Regions from separate parts of the Drosophila melanogaster genome. Here region 2 is linked to region 1. Evidence: chromatin contacts called from public Hi-C data. All regions are on one chromosome and are shown on one strand. Each heading gives the region's core, a stretch centred on a gene start, on an enhancer-like site or on the middle of the called end of the contact. The rest is flanking DNA. Distances are from core to core; before and after follow the strand shown.

What was found. Hi-C and Micro-C count contacts between places; a contact is called where the count stands out from the background.
Region 2: a Hi-C map of the Kc167 cell line shows a contact between it and region 1, with 1.8 times the contacts expected there. The contact joins the promoter of nocte here to the promoter of nej in region 1. A contact is called at or near these places in 36 of 107 Hi-C or Micro-C datasets (the D17-c3 cell line, the Kc167 cell line, the ML-DmBG3-c2 cell line and 12 more) and 1 of 6 datasets of contacts at active chromatin or transcription factors (the Kc167 cell line).

Annotation. Positions count from the first base shown.
Region 1 is chrX:9,684,127-9,689,207 of dm6, forward strand. It overlaps nej (nejire), which reads right to left and starts at 2,940. Exons shown (of 14, transcript NM_001201647.2): 1 at 2,853-2,940; 2 at 1-25. It overlaps lncRNA:CR42657 (long non-coding RNA:CR42657), which reads left to right and starts at 4,063. Exons shown (of 3, transcript NR_123848.1): 1 at 4,063-4,363; 2 at 4,519-4,638; 3 at 4,703-5,081.
Region 2 is chrX:10,470,717-10,475,998 of dm6, forward strand. It overlaps nocte (no circadian temperature entrainment), which reads right to left and starts at 2,871. Exons shown (of 6, transcript NM_001272480.1): 1 at 2,612-2,871; 2 at 1,164-1,427; 3 at 902-1,067; 4 at 1-822. The coding sequence starts at 1,253. CG2889 reads left to right here and starts at 3,222. Exons shown (of 6, transcript NM_132404.2): 1 at 3,222-3,369; 2 at 4,073-4,424; 3 at 4,486-4,906; 4 at 4,965-5,282. The coding sequence starts at 4,302.

The DNA of each region.
Region 1 (5,081 bases), core at 1,690-4,189:
TTGCCGCTCTAGCATTACACATTAACTGCAAACGCACAAGAAGAATAATACACAGCCTATTAGATTATGTTGAATGGACGAACACAAATCGAAAGCAATATTTATTTATTTTCTTCTTTCTTTTTTGTAATTTAGCCGCGCGCGAGTGGACAGCGAAACCGAGGGGAAAATGGAAACAAAACGAAACTAAAATGCGACGAGACGTGCCGAAGACGGGGCGAAAAGGGAAGAACAACGAGAACAGTACCGAGAATTCTCTCGGTCTCGTTGCACTCATCTGTGTGCCGCTTGACGACCACTCACTCTCTCTCTCTCTCTTGTCTGTTCTTGCCTCGCAATTTTATTCGCCAATACTACCAGCGCTGTACTCGTTATTTTACTCGCAGACGTGTGTGTTGGCCTCTCGCTCTTTTGGCGCACACCACGAAAATGAAAATAATAATTTCATTTTGCCGCCAGTCCCCTAAAAAATATGGAAAACAAGTGCCGTCGTTGGCAAAAATATACTTTGAAACATGCTTAACATTTTTATGACAAATACATTTTTGGAAAAAAAATTTCACACCTTTACAGGTAATAAAAGTCAGAGCACTGCTTAAAAAAATTAATTGAAGTATCAGCCAGTTGCGGCTGTAGTCTATAGTCTAGTTTATAAATTAAATGGCCGAAAAAGTGGCCGTATTTTGGTTTTGCTTCCGCATTCGAGCGGCCATCATATGAAATTCAATTTGTTGGGGCGGCGAGTGGCGAGTGGGGTGCGAGCGGGATGACACTAGAGTGCAGTGGGGCTGGCTGACAAAAGCTTTCACACACTCACGCACGCACACATTTGGGGTTTGGGGCGCGCGTACAGAATTCTCACAGCGACGCCAACGCCGTTTTCACCACACAGTTACACACACGCACACTTCGAAAACAGCGAGTTCGTGCAAGAGCGAGCACGAGTCCGAGAGAGAAAGCATGCGATGGTATTAGTGCCAAGCGGCATTAGTGTGCAATATACACACGACGGTAAACGGCAACGAGTGCGAGGAGCATTGGAAAAAGAAAGAAAAACAGACGACAGAAATATATTCCATTTTTTTTCTGTGTTCGTTCGTCGTTTTCGTTTCGTTTTCTTCTTCACGTCGTTTCAAAGTTTCTATTGCAGAAATTTTTTGTGTTGTCTCCGCCAGAGCGTTTTTCATTTTTCCCGGCCCACACAAAAATCGCAAAAATATTTGGCGAAAATACGAAATTCAAGAAAATGCCGTAGAAAATTTGAAAAAAATTTCAGCCCGATTTTGGCCGGTATTTTTATTTTTCCACCGTCACCGATTGCCACGCACTAAATTTCTAACTATACTTTGCAATTTTGCCGAATTTCGGTTTTATACCATATATTTTTCACATTTTCCGGCGATTTTATAAAAATCCCACAAACTTTTTCGCAACACTAAAACAAAAAAATTTCAGTCCGCTTGTGTTAATCGTTCTCCGAGCCAAAAATGTTTTTGCTTCAGTGTGACCGCGGCTAGCCGTTCAAATACACCACCGAGCTCGGAAATACACTAAAATTGACTGTTTAACACAACACGCGAGTGGGCTCTCGTCGCTCTCGCGTGCTGTTTGGCCGCTGTTGTCGTACTGTTACGACCCGAAATCCATATAAATGCCTTTGCTAGCAGTCTGTTGGCCCCGTAACAGCTGTTAACCGCTGTCGGAACACTGTTTTGCTCTAGTCCCTCGCTCTCTGCGTCGGCGAGACCGCTCACGCCATGCGCTCCCAAAGAGCCGATACGCACACACGCGCACACATATGGCGCGCCAGATAACGAAGCAGCGAGTCCAGAGATGACCACATGATGACGGTGACACATTCGCCGATACTTTTATGCGGTCACTTGAAAATGTGCACAAAGAAGTTTTGTAAGAAACATCATTGGTTGGAGACCAACATCATTATGAAATGAATATTCTTTGCAGCGTTTTTGAGATCAAATAGGTATTCCAAAAAGATGTTTAATATGAATTAATAAATCAACATCTTGAATGAGTGCAGTTGTTTAGAATTTTTTGTTTAAAAAAGTATTTGTAGACATTAATTTTGAAAACGTTTGTCCATCGTAAAAATCTAGTTTAAAGTTCTTCAAAGGAAAAACGATATTTACAGAGGATCACGTAAGTAATCGAGTCATTGGATTTGCGCATCTCTGGTGGGTTCAGTGTTAGCGTGTTTTCCGTTCGCTCTTGCCGTGAGAGACAAAGAGAACGTGTGAGAGAGAGGCAAGCCGAAAAATCAGCCGCCGAAGGATACACTATCGTCGTCCTTGTCCGACGAACCGGTGGTCATGCAAACAACGCACAGAACAAATTAATTTTCAAATTGTTCAATAAATGTCCCACTTGCTTCTGTTGTTCCCCCCTTTCCGCTAGCGGAATTTTTTATATTCTTTTGGGGGCGCTCTTTCGTTGACTTTTCGAGCACTTTTTCGATTTTCGCGCGCTGTCGAACGGCAGCGTATTTATTTACAATTTTTTTTGTTAGCGGCCGCCGTTGTTTGTTGCAGATACACAGCGCACACATATAAGCTTGCACACTGATGCACACACACCGACACGTTGTCACCGAAATGAACGGGACGGCCATATGACTGGCTGGCGCTCGGTATGTGGGTGCAAGCGAGATACCGCGATCAAGACTCGAACGAGACGGGTCAGCGAGTGATACCGATTCTCTCTCTTTTGCGATTGGGAATAATGCCCGACTTTTTACACTACATGCGTTGGATCTGGTTATTTAATTATGCCATTTTTCTCAGTATATCGGCAATTGGTTGCATTAATTTTGCCGCAAAGTAAGGAACACAAACCGATAGTTAAGATCCAACGTCCCTGCTGCGCCTCGCGTGCACAATTTGCGCCAATTTCCCCCCTTTTCCAGTTTTTTTCAACCCAGCACCGCTCGTCTCTTCCTCTTCTTAACGTTAGCATTCGTACGAGGAACAGTGCTGTCATTGTGGCCGCTGTGTAGCTAAAAAGCGTAATTATTCATTATCTAGCTATCTTTTCGGATATTATTGTCATTTGCCTTTAATCTTGTGTATTTATATGGATGAAACGTGCTATAATAACAATGCAGAATGAAGAACTGAAGAGTTTCAAAACCTAAAAATAATTGGAATATAAAGTTTGGTTTTACAATTTGATAAAACTCTATTGTAAGTGGAGCGTAACATAGGGTAGAAAACAGTGCAAATCAAAGTACCTAAATGGAATACAAATTTTAGTTGTACAATTGAGTAAAATGAGCAAAGCGCCTATTTTGGATAATATTTGCTGTTTACAAGGGGAACATATTCATAATTTTCAGGTTTAGGTTACGCATATGTAGGCGTAAAGAAATAGCTATATTTGTAGAAGTGCATATGCACTTTATAAAAAATTATCCTACATTAACGTATTTTATTTGCTTTAAAACCTATCTGAGATATTCCAATAAGGTAAGTGCAGTAATACAATGTAAATAATTGCAAATAATGTTGTAACTAAATACGTAAACAATAATGTAGAAGTCCGGCTGAAAGCCCCAGCAGCTATAGCCGATATCTATATGATTTAAACTCTTGTCTGCAACGTTCTAATAAATAAATAAAATGCAAAATATAACCTATTGAGACAATACATTTATTTTATTTTTTTATATCATCAATCATCTACTGATTTCTTTCGGTGTATCGCCTAATCCATCTGTGAAATAGAAATGGCGCCACCTAGGTTAAGAAAAGATAAACAGTTGCCTTTAGTTGCATGACTTCCCGCTGGATGGTGTTCAAAAAGCTATTACATAAGGGTGGGTGTCATGGCTATTTGCTCTTTGGGTTATTGTATTCGCTGTTTAAAACTGCGCACACAAATAATATTTTAGATTTAATGTAAGACAATTTGTATCAATAAAAAAAAAACAAAGTGAGCTTCGGTATTTCGATTTAAATTTGTTTAACAAAGTAGGCATTGAACATAATTTCAATCACAAGACAACCGACCCACAAGCAAAACCCTCATTTCTACTTTGACTCCCAAAGAAAACACACAACGTAAAAATTATCGAATAACAAATACGTTTTGGAAAATTTAGAATAAAACATGAAAGTACGAAAGTCAAACCAGGAAAAGCCAAAAAAAAACAAAATAAGAAAAACAATACATAGATCATTTAAAGCTAAAAATAGGCTAGCTAATAAAGTGCCTCGAGCACGCACTTTAATGCTTATGGTGGAGAATGAGATAATGTATAATAAAAATATTAATGAACAATTACCTGCACGGGTTATTGACGATTCAGATCCGCCGAAAAGCAATACACCAGAATCCGAAACGTAATGTAAGTTGTGCATAGATTTAAAACTAAACTTGACATTCATAAACAAATTTATTTATTTTTTTTTTTTTTTGCTCGTTTCCATTATTTCTGTGTTTTTTAGTAAGCAACTGAGCTCCGTTTATTAGATATTAATTAAATATTTTTATTTTTCACAGGAATGGGTCGATTTCCCTAACCACCCAGCCAATATTGCCATAAAAAGAATTCATTAGACATTAGTTGATCCTTGTTTCCAAAATTCAAAAATTGCTGCATTGCGTTTAATGCTCTCATTGGTAAGCCAAGTGCGCTCCGCTATGTTAGATATTAAATAAATATTTGTATTTCCACCGACTAAAGCAAAGGACAATGGAGCAGCGGCAGGATCTAAAGGACACTAAAGAAAAAAGAACAGCGAACGCTCAATTTGGAATCGAACCAATTAGTTGTCCTTTGTGCTGGCACCTTTGTCGTCTGGATTTCGCAAATATCGTTTTTTTTTTCCCATGGACCATGGCCCATTTGCCACTGTTTTTTCGTTGGCCATTGCGTGTCCTGTTTCGGAGTAGAGGATCCTTTTCGTTGGTTTTCTCTACACACTTTTGGAACCGTGGATAGAGCGCAGCGGGGCGTGCGGTGCAAAGATCAGAGGAGCGGCCCGCCGCGGGGCGCTCTCAACCGATGATCATTTCGACACCCCATTTATGCGGCGTCCTTCGGTTCCATTTGGCCAGCTACT
Region 2 (5,282 bases), core at 1,621-4,120, 790 kb after region 1:
CGCCGCCGACGTCGTCGCTGCCATCTCTGTAGTCGCGATGCGAGTGGTGTCCATACTGGCGCCCGTGGCCATGGTGGTAGTCCCGATGGTGCTGTTGCTGCTGGTGGTGGTGCTGTTGATGCTGCTGGTGGTGCTGCTGATGCTGGTGATGGTTTTGGTGGCCGGCATGGTGCACCTGATTCTGGTAATGGCTCTTGCCCGCTCCAGATCCTGAACCCACACCCGCTCCCGATCCTCCGCCGGCGCCGCTGCCAACTGTGCCGTCCAGCGTGGGAAATTCGTACTGGAACTGTGGACTCTGATAATGGGGGACCACCTGCTGTTGCTGGCGTCCATAGTTCTGACCGCCCGAGCCCCGCTCGTGTCCTGTGGTAATTGCAGACCATGTCTTGGGTGAGTTGACTGAGTGTCCGCCCGATCCTGACCCTGATCCACCTCCTACTCCTGACGATCCGCCGCCGCCCGACCCTCCTTGTCCGCCTCCGCCGGAACTGCCCACGGAGTTGTTGATTAATTTGAAGTTCTTGTTGCCGCTGCCTGAGCTGCCGGCGTTGTTGTTGCTGCTGCCGTTGTTGCTGTTGACAAACTTTCCGGCGTTAGGGCCGAGAGCGACGTTATTATTGTGCTGATGCTGGCTGTGAGTCAGCTGCTGGGATAGATGGCCACCAGCAGATGAAGACGCAGTTCCTCCGCCGCCTGATCCCGCTCCGCCGCTCGTTCCTGAACTTCCGCTGTGGGCAGTGGTGTTGTTGTGGCTAGTGTTGGTTCCTGCCGCGCCAGATCCCGCTGCTCCGCCTGCGCCCGCCCCACCAGATGTGGCTCCTAAAATGGAAAATTCACCCAGTTAAAGGTACATCTTAGTACACACGCTTTCAATAAGATAAAATCGTAGAACACCCACCTTCGACTGAGACTAAGAGATTGTTGTTGCTGCTGGTGTGGGTCTCGGCCTTCAGGGATGGCAAATTGGCTGGTGGTCGCCTAGCGGACGGCACTTTGCCCAAGATTTGCATTCCATGTTTACGTGGCACTTGATTCTTTTGTGCAGATGGTTCACTTGACTCGCCCTGCAAACAATAAGAACAAGTTGGCGATCAGATAGGTTTGGATCTATCAAGATCTAGATGTAGATCTAGATCTAGGTCTAGGGGCTCGCTACTTACGCGGCTATTCTTGTACATGCGATTTATATCTAACGCTGTGAATTTGGGCTTGGCATTTCGCTCTCCCCTACTTCCCCCCAGTGTACTCATGCTGCCAATAGATCCTCATTAGCGTTAGCTTCCTTCTCGCCACCGCCGCGCTCCTCGTCTTCCCGCTGCGCTGGAGGATGGGCTAGGATGTGGCTGTGGTTCTTGACGAGAATGAGTTTAAGGAGCTGGGATCGCTTTTGGGCCGAAGCTCCTTGTTTCAGTCTTTCTGGTGGGCTGCAAAATACAAAAGCGTAGATAGGCATTTAATTGAGTATAGGTGCAGGCGTAGCGAGGCGAGGCTAGTCAGTTGCAAGTGGGTGGTGCTCCCGACAAATTGTTTTCAACACGCTGGTTATTGTGTGTCCGGGAACTCCTCTATTTAGCCACCCCCAACCGATCCGCACCACTAACGCTTACAGAGGTGGATCTGTAGCGAAAATTGGTTCTTCTTAGAAAGATATTGCAAATAATTTGGAAAATAACCTCTTCAAACAATAATAGGTATGGGTTTCAACTAAACCGAGTTTTAGTAGAAATGCTTTTGATATTTCATTTCCACTGAAACTAAAGAAGTTTCTTGGTAGTTTTCCAACACATGCTGTTGCGAAATACGTTCAAGTTCTTAATGCTTCGTTAAAGTAACAACTAGAGTGTAATTCCATTCGACTACTACCATTCGAAACTGTTTGTAGAATCATTTGGTATTTTGTTGATATTGCGTTTATTACGAAAACGTTTGGGGCAACTATTTCCCAGTTTCGCTCCCCCCTTTGATCCGACACTGAATGCAGGCAATGTTTGGTGCGAGCAGGACAGCCAGTGCCTCGCAGCACACGCAACTGAGAGGCTGCCTTGGGCGGGTGACAGCGGAAGCGGGACAGCTAGATAGATTTACCCACACACACACACCAGCGCCAGCAGCGGCAGAAGCGGCAACGCATTGAAAGAATTTTTTGCGGTGGCGTCTTGTAATAATTGCGGCAGGGGGCGTGAAGGGGCGGCCGAACAATGGCTGACAACTACAGCAACAATAGAAAAAACGGGGCCAGTAAAATCCTCGCAACAAGAGCGACAACAACAAAGGCCGGCATTTAAAATGTAACCAATTTGACAGATGCAAGTGGGGGGAGTACAAGACAATCTAAACGCTTGGCAACAATTCTATGTCTCCTTTTTGTAATAACAACCATTCACAAGCACAACGCACACTAACACCACGCAGGCACAGGCGCACACATCACGCACACACACACACTTACGTTCGCAGAAACCGAGAGGATTTGATAGTTATTATTTAATCGACGAGTGCAATTTTTTTTTTTGACCACCTTTTGTTTTACAGCCGTATCCTTTTATTAATTTTGCATGGCACAGTGGCTGGCAAAGGCAAACAAAGAGGAGAGACGAGTAAAATATACCGTTTAAACAGCACGCACGCACACAGCAATACACTCGGGGAGTTTCGTTTGTTGGGCAGCGATGATAAACTGAATGGAAAACGCTTGAATTTGTTTACTTCGAATGTTTCGCGGTCTGCTGGCACACTTGGCCGCCTGTATGTTGGTTATTTAACTGTTAACTTCGCGGAAATTGATATCTTTTGATTCTGCTTTTCACCGTCCAACATAAAGTTTGCCGCTAATTCTTCTTCCTCGAGTTCTTCCTCTACCACTTCTCACTTTTCGAATGTATTGCGTGCGTGAGTGGTGTGGAGCGCGGCGTTGCCACCTGGTCCGTTGGGATCCAGCCAGACCGCCGAGTGAAACTAATTCCGGGGGTGGCAGTCGCCTGGCAATTATTAAACAATTAGAGAGCGTGCTATTTAGCGATTAAACGGAAATTAACACGGACTCTATGCATCGATGCCGACAAAAAGAGAAAACGGACCACGATGACCTGCCGACGACAAATGCAACGCTGTTTGCGATATAGAGCGGGACAACATGACTAGCTGAACTTCCCTCCCACTCCCACACGTCGAATTTGACAGAACCGACAAAAATATTTCTTTGATACAATGCGTATTTTCTACAAACAAAATCACAGATTTACAAACCCGCTGTGCAATTAAACATAATTTAGCAAACAAATCTCGGTTCCGGCCTACTTCCAGAGCGAGAGCATGAGAGACCATAGAGCTTACCCTTTCGCACGCAGAGCACACACCGCAAACACAGTTCGTTGCTCCTTGGCTTCTTTCTTTCCTTCGCCTTTTTTTTGCACTCTTTCTGGCGCTTACTCAGCGCCCGTTTCGCCGCTTGTTAAAACACGGGACGAAAACAAAAGAGAGCGCAACCAAGACGAGACGTGCCGCTGCTGCAGTTGTTGTTGTTAGTCGCCTTTGTTCGCCAGAATCTTCGATTTGGTTGAATTTCGATTTCGATTTGGTTGCGATTTTCGCTATGTTGCGCTGGCTTTGTCAGCGCTCTCGCTCCCACTCACTTGCACTGCGCTCTCCCACTCTCCGCTCACTCGCGCCGTCCCTCTCGCGCGCTGTCGCTTTTTTGCAAGTGTAGGTGGAAAATGGTATCGGGTGAGGAGGCTTCGAGTAAACCCGTTTGAATTCGCTTTTTCCACGGGTTTTTGCCTTTCCTTCGCTAGGTTTTAGCTCTGCACACACACTACACACGCACACGAGTTGCGTTTCTTATTTGTTTTGATTATTTGCGTTGCGTTCTTTTCACGTAATACGTAATTGTCCATTAGTTTTAAATCGTATGTATTATTTTTTTGCCATTTTACGGCAAGCGTTGCCAGAGTTGTGTGGGTCGATTGGCGTGCTGCCTGACCGTCCGCAGAATGCCATCGTTTTGATGTGTATCCAGCGATATATTAAGTTTCATATTTTCGATTTTTAATTAATGGATAATCGTTTACAGCGTATTTTGCAGACAATTAAAAACGTAGACCATAAATTGTAAGAGAAATTAAAGAGAAATACTCAACGATCAGGGTGGCCACCCCGCAAAAAACTCCTGAGATGAAGTTTTGCCATTCACAATTGGATTCTGTTATCGATTCACGATAGGTGAATTATGTTGTTTACAACGAAAAACTGTTTAAATTTTTTATTTATTTGACTTTGCGTTGTGGTTCTGTTCGCGCGAAATGATTTGTCGCCTTTGCCTGCGATGTCTTAGTCCCGGAAGCGCTGTCTTCCTCTTTGAGACGGACGATACGCTTGCGGAGACGCGCCTGGTCAAGATGATTGCGAAGTTTCTGCAGCTGGAGGTGAGTGTATCTGGCAAATACCAATGGTATCAAAACAATTCCAATAAGCCATCCCATGCAGATCCTACCAGACGACGGCATCTCGACCAGCGTCTGTACCGAGTGCTGTGAGCATCTGGAGGACTTCAATGGCTTCTGGCAGCTGGTGGAGCAGAAGCAGTGCTCACTCAAGAAGGAGTTCCTTACCGTGGACGTCGACTGTGCGGCCATGAAGTGGACGGGCGGTGTGGACGTGGACGTCAACATCGACGAACTGCCGCTGGCGGCTGGCGACATGGACGAGAAACCGTTGGACCTGCACAACCTTAGTCTGCTGGGAAGCGTGCTGGACGTGAATGTGGACAGTGTGGAAGTCAGGGAACCGATCAAGGAGCAGCTGCCCTGCGAGGAGGAGGAGGACGAGAAGCCCTGCCTGCAAGCTAGTGATAGCGAACCGGAGGTGACCGAGGGGCAGCCGGAATCTGAATCTGACTCCTCAGATGGTTATTATCTTAATGTTTCCCAAGGATTAGCCGTAACTAAGTTCCTGTTCCATTGCAGATGAACCCCTGGTCCGTCTGAAATCGAAAATGAAGCCCAAGCGCAAAACCTCGGCACGTTCCTCCAAGGATCAGGGTCCGATATCGCTGCAGCAGGAGCTTGCAGATCTGCTCGACGATGGTGGCAAGCGTCGGCGCAGGAAGGCACCTGACCAGCGAACAACCACCGAGTCGCAGGAGTCCGAGCTACAGGCCGTTCTCGAGCGCAAGCCCAAGGGCTGCTCCCGTGCTCAGCTGGCCAAGAGCTACGAGAAGGCCATTGCTAGCTACATGAGTGCAAGCTGCGACCTGTGCGAATTTAGTGCTCCCTACCTATCCG